2 separate regions of the Ovis aries genome follow, and region 1 is linked to region 2. Evidence: chromatin contacts called from public Hi-C data. All regions are on one chromosome and are shown on one strand. Each heading gives the region's core, a stretch centred on a gene start, on an enhancer-like site or on the middle of the called end of the contact. The rest is flanking DNA. Distances are from core to core; before and after follow the strand shown.

Region 1 (2,700 bases), core at 169-2,668, 210 kb after region 2:
AACTACTCAGGTGACTGGCACATCCCCTCCCTTGGACAAGCACAACCATACACATGGTTGACCAGAGGCTTAAAAGTTCAGCCCACAGTGACCTCTCCAAGTCACTGGTTGTGGGCTGGGGCTTCCTGAGCCACTGGTGCTGCACTGAGATGCTTTAAAGCCTTATTAAGAATGTTCGGATATCCATGAAGCCCTACTGTTCTCAGGTTCACCAGGAAATTTGGGTAGGAATGTGATTGAAGGGGGCTTCTCCAGTGGCTCAGTGGTAAAGAATCCACCTGAGATGCAAGTTTGATCCCTGGGTTGGAAAGATCCCTTGGAGCAGGGCATGGCAACCCACTCCAGTATTCTTGCCTAGAGAATTCCATGGACAGAGGAGCCTGACTGGATACAGTCCATGGGGTCACAAAGAGTTGGATGTGACTGAGCACGCATGCACAGGGTTGATGGGAAATCATTGTTTATAAAATCAGGAGTACTGAGCACCTGCTCGTGCTTTGCTTGGATGGGACATTGGTCTGGCTGTGTTGTGGGAACGTGGGATATCGTGTACATTTGTAGCAGGGACGCTGTCCTCGGGCATGAACAGATATACCTATGAGACTTCCTCAACCCCCTAAAAAATGTTAAGCCCAATTGGTTAATTGTCTAGGAAACAAAAGTCTGGGCAGTGCTTGTCCCTTCACTTTCTGGTTTCCACATGGAGGGACCTCCCTGGAGTGACACCCCCGGCCCCTTGCTGTCCCCTTCCTCACCCAGCAGAGTGATTCGTCACTTGCAGCTTTATGCGTGACCTACTCTCTTCCCTCTCCTCTTCCCTTTTGGGATAGGTTTGTCTACAGAGGACACAGACTCTGATGTCAGCATTGAGGTGAGATTCATGGGGCAGGCTCCGATCTAGCCAGGCAATCTTAACGTTTGAGGGGATCAGATCAGTTCAGGGGTGCGGTGGCAAGTCATCTTGGCCAGACCTGAGCCATGCCATCTCATTTAACAGGATCAGAAATAAATGTGAGGTTTGGATCCCCATTTCTCTGGCTCTTAGTCTATCCTTGGCTCTGGATCGAGAGAGGGAGAAAGTGCGGTTGCCCCCCTCACACCTGCCAAATAACCCTTTGGACCAAGAGCTCAAGTGATTTCTCATCTGTGAACTCACCGTTTTCTTTGGGAATGAATCGTGCGTTTTCAATTTTCCACTTCAAAAACACACACTTCAGCAGAAATCACTTTATAGCAAATGAAAGAAGGAATTTCCTGGGCGTGTGAGGAGGGAGGGGTTTGACCCTTAGCCCAGGGCAGAGGGTATGACTTAGGGGCAGGTATCTTTCCCAACTGTGAAGTCACCCTGAGGTCTTTTTGATATTATTGCCCTTACAGCCAATAAGGCAGTGGTTTGCAAAATGCTGACAAGCAGTGCTCTGACTGGCAGAATTGCATCCCGCTGTCCAACCCAGTGTGGTTAGGGAGCATCTGACTCACAAGGGAGGTAGGGGGATTGGGTGGGTTTTATTGTGGGATAAGAGGATCACCATCTAAGAGGGTCTGCTCTTTAGAGTCTCAGAGAGGAGCACAGCTAGTAAGGTGGTATTTGCTCTGGCTGGACCCACCGAGATCCCTCCTTACTAAATGCCTCCCTGCGAGCTCTGTCTTCCTCCTCCTCCTCACCTGAGCGTCTCTACTGCTTTTACCTCGTCGCTGTTGTTGCTGAGCACTTCACAAAATGCTGGGCTCTGTGCTTAGCCCTGTTCATGCCCCTTCTGCTCACAACCACCCCAGGAGATGCTTGAAACCATTATTAACCCCAATTTCTGATGGGTAAACAGAGGCTGGAGGAAGTTAAGCCAATGAACAGGGGAGCTGGAATTCCAACTCAGACCAGTGCCACTCTGGAGTCTGTGTCCTTTGTAGAAGACCATCTGATGACTTCTTGGATGCTGCCAGTGACAGGGTGCTCACTACCTATAAGGTTCCCATCGAGCTGTCAGACAGAGCCCACATCTCCCTCCTAGGGTCTTTGACCTTCTCCTGTGGTCACCCAGGATGCGTTTTGAATGCTAGAACTGCATCTCTGATTGGGGCCAGGCCTGATTAAAGCTCTGTAGTCAAGCTGGAATGTGGGCTGTTGAGATGGGAAAGGCTGACCCATGGAGACAGCATTTCACTGCGGGCAGCGAGGCTTGAAATGGGTGTGCTGCGTACAGTTTGGCCTTGCCCTCCTAGGGGGTGGAGTGGACCCCGAGGGACCACCTAGGCAGCCCAGTGCATGCCTGTTCTCTCTCTGGCCTTGGTGGGGCCTGCGACATACATGCTGAGGTCGTGCTTCCTGCTCAGGGAGGCCCGCCGCCCCCGCCTGCTGTGTGCAGTGTCTTCCATCTGCCTCTGCAAACCTGCCTGGTGTTCTGGCTGGCCATGCTGATCACATTCCGAAAGCTTGTGTTTACCCACCTCTCCACTGAACAAATTTACAAGGTAAACATTTTGGGACATCTCAGAGATTAAAAAAAAAAACCACAACACAAAACCAACACAACTGTGTTGTCCTCCCTAACCCCTTGTTTGTAACTAATAAATCATAGGATGGAATTAAGATTCCAGCTCTCGGCACTGGATCAATTTTGAAATGTGTCTCCACTCATTCTTGTCCTTAGTCTTCTCCTTAACTCTTACTAGAAGCCTCGCTATCCTGAGTTGTGAAGGCAC
Region 2 (2,700 bases), core at 178-2,677:
AGGCAGGGGGCTGGACAGGATGGCCTCTGGAATGTTTATCAAGGTGTCCCAGCAGTGGGTATTCAGCTGGCTTATCCATCTCATCTCAGAAGTGTGTAGGACCTGCTTGGGTCATTTATGTTCTCTGGGCTCACGCCTCCCTCCTCAGGGTGGGGGGCTGGGGGCACACGTGTGAGCTCTGGTCCACGCTGATCTTGCTCCTCCTCCTCCCCCGTTAGCAGCTGCGGTCCCGGAGCCCCCTCCACAGAATCTTTCCTGGGAAATGTATTAGGCAGCACAGCACTCTGCTCATAAAAATACAATAAACGGCCCGGCAAGCGGTCGGCAGAGTAATGAGTCTAACCCAGTGGCATTCTTGGAAGGGCCTCTTCAGAAGCAAAGCTGAGAAGACGTAAGAAAAATCTTGGGGGGTAATTAGGTTTCTGGAGTGGGGGGACTTCTTAAATCATGAGACGCAGAGAGGACCTGGTCTCTAAATCATACATCAGGCCAGACTGAGCCCTAGGGCCCCCTCCATGGCCCCCCACCCCTTCCTCAAATGGGGAGTAGCCCCTCTTTTCACGTTCATATATCACATCCAGCCCTCTGGAGACCCACATGAGAAAAAAACTTCTGGTCCTGGAGGGGCTTGGAGAGGCCGAGGTAGGAAGTGGTCTTACTGCCTGAGGTGGGGCCCTGCTGGCTGAATAACTGCTTTTTGTCTGGGTGGTGTATAGGTGGGACATGCATGGCAGTAGAAGAAGGATGGCGGGGATGACTGAACAAAAATGCCTTTCAGCCTCCTGATCCCTTGTCAGGGGCTGAAAGGAAAACTTCCAACCGACTTCCTTCCAATTCCCCAAGGCCTGGCTGGTACAGAGTGGAAACGGAGCAATGAGCTAGCTTACCTTCTTTTCTGGTGTGGTCCTCCGGCCCTGCCCACGAGCCCTTCCCTACTTCCTCTTAGAATGAGCGGGAAGTGAAGTCACCTCTGTTCTCTGGGCTCCTGGAGTCCCAGCTCCCCCACTACTCCTGCCCTTTGGGGGCTCTGTGGGGGGCCAGAACTGAAAGGCCTATTCCTACCAGCACCGCCTGCCTGCAAGCTGGGTCAGGCAGCAGGGAAGAAGTAAAAAGTGACTGGGGAATTCTGGGGCCTCTGTGGCACGCAGACCTTCAGGGCATTTAAGGAAAGTAGATTAAGAAATCTTTTTCCAGATAAGAGAGGCCTGTAAAGAGGCCAAAGAAAAGGAAAACCACCCCCACTTTGATCACGGGGGATTCTAATTACTCAGATATTGATTGGGATAATAAGTTTACCAAAACTCCAGAGAAGGAGAGGTATTCCTCCAGGTATTTTGCTTTTGCAGGATTTGCTGAGCTCTCCTGTGAAGTCAAAGTCAATTTGAAGGCCTGGCCCTGACCCTGAAGCCAGCAAAATGGGCGTTGGAGGCCTTTTCCTCCAGTAGAGGGCGCAGTGCGTGGTGCACCTCCCGAAGCACCGCCCTCCCTCCCAGGGCTCTTCCCTTTTTTGTTATTAGCATGATAGGGTATTAATAGGGCTGCTATTAATACCTCCCCCCCCCCGGGGGGAGTGGGTTAAGGCAAAACAGAGATAAGAACTGAAGCTGCCCCCTCCATCTAGACTCCAGAATCTTTTTCAGTAGTTTCCTACTTCTCTTCTTCAAACTTCTTTTAGATTTAACCCTGCGCTAAATGCCTGGCATGCGTTGCAGACCTACGCTTCAGCCACACTGGTCTTCCTCTCAATCCCACGTGTCCCCACCAGGCACACACAGTGTGGGATTATGAGCTCTGGCTTTGGAGTCAGAACGATCTGAATTCAAGTTCTGCTCGGCTACTTCTAGCCCTGTAATCCTGAGCATGTCCCTTTACCTTTTGGAGCCTCAGGATTATTGATGGAATGGAAATATTAGTAGCACCTGTCTCCGCAGAGCTGTTGGGAGAGTTAAGTGAGATAATATGAAACATTGGAGGAAGCAATTAATGAAAATAGAAGCCATTGCTATTGTTTTTATCCAGTTTCTCTCTGAGATTTTGCAGAAATGTTTGCTTCTGCAAGATTTTATCATGTCAGAGTCAAGGCTCTTCTCAATCTTACAGGCTCAGTTTACACCCCAGTTTTGCTTCACCCCAGTGCCACGCACCCTCCCCTTTTTGCTCCTGCCGCAGCTGCCTGTATCTCTTAGAGCTGCTATCATGCTCCCTTTGAGTTCTGATTTTGAACTGGAAGAAGGCAGGGATTATATCTTTTTTATCTTTTTATCTTCGTTAATACCAGAGTTTAATACTCTACATACCTTATATATAGTAGGTCTGCAATACATTTTTTCTATCTTTTAAAACAATAGATACCATTTAGTGAGCAATTACTATGTGCCTCTTCCTTTTCCTTCTCCCATTTAAGCTTCACACCAACCCTATGTAATGTGATTGCGTTTTTTAACAGATGTGGAAAGTGATGATCTGGAGAGATTAAATTATTGGCTGGTCACAGGGCTGATAAGTGGCTGAGCATTGCTGTAGCTCAGAACTGTTTCCAAAGCCCTCCTTTATATCTAGGCTAGGCTAAACCTGTGGCTTCCCAGGTGGTGCAATGGTAAAGAATCTGCCTGCCAGTACAGGAGATGTACGAGATGTGAGTTCGATCCCAGGGTCGGGAGGATCCCCTGGAGTAGGAAATGGCACCCCACTCCAGTACTC

What was found. Hi-C and Micro-C count contacts between places; a contact is called where the count stands out from the background.
Region 1: a Hi-C map of liver shows a contact between it and region 2, with 2.2 times the contacts expected there. The contact joins two enhancer-like sites. A contact is called at or near these places in 2 of 16 Hi-C or Micro-C datasets (liver and tail adipose tissue).

Annotation. Positions count from the first base shown.
Region 1 is chr15:26,233,238-26,235,937 of ARS-UI_Ramb_v3.0, forward strand. No RefSeq gene overlaps it. Among named protein-coding and RNA genes, the nearest start is that of CADM1, 430 kb to the left of the region's middle. Within about 2 kb of position 1,419, at least 1 of the 54 cell types and tissues checked has an H3K27ac peak or open chromatin away from gene starts, as enhancers often do. A contact at or near this core is called in liver, where this site is marked.
Region 2 is chr15:26,025,259-26,027,958 of ARS-UI_Ramb_v3.0, forward strand. The region is part of intron 1 of LOC114118389 (a long non-coding RNA gene); the gene reads left to right. Among named protein-coding and RNA genes, the nearest start is that of CADM1, 230 kb to the left of the region's middle. Within about 2 kb of position 1,428, at least 1 of the 54 cell types and tissues checked has an H3K27ac peak or open chromatin away from gene starts, as enhancers often do. A contact at or near this core is called in liver, where this site is marked.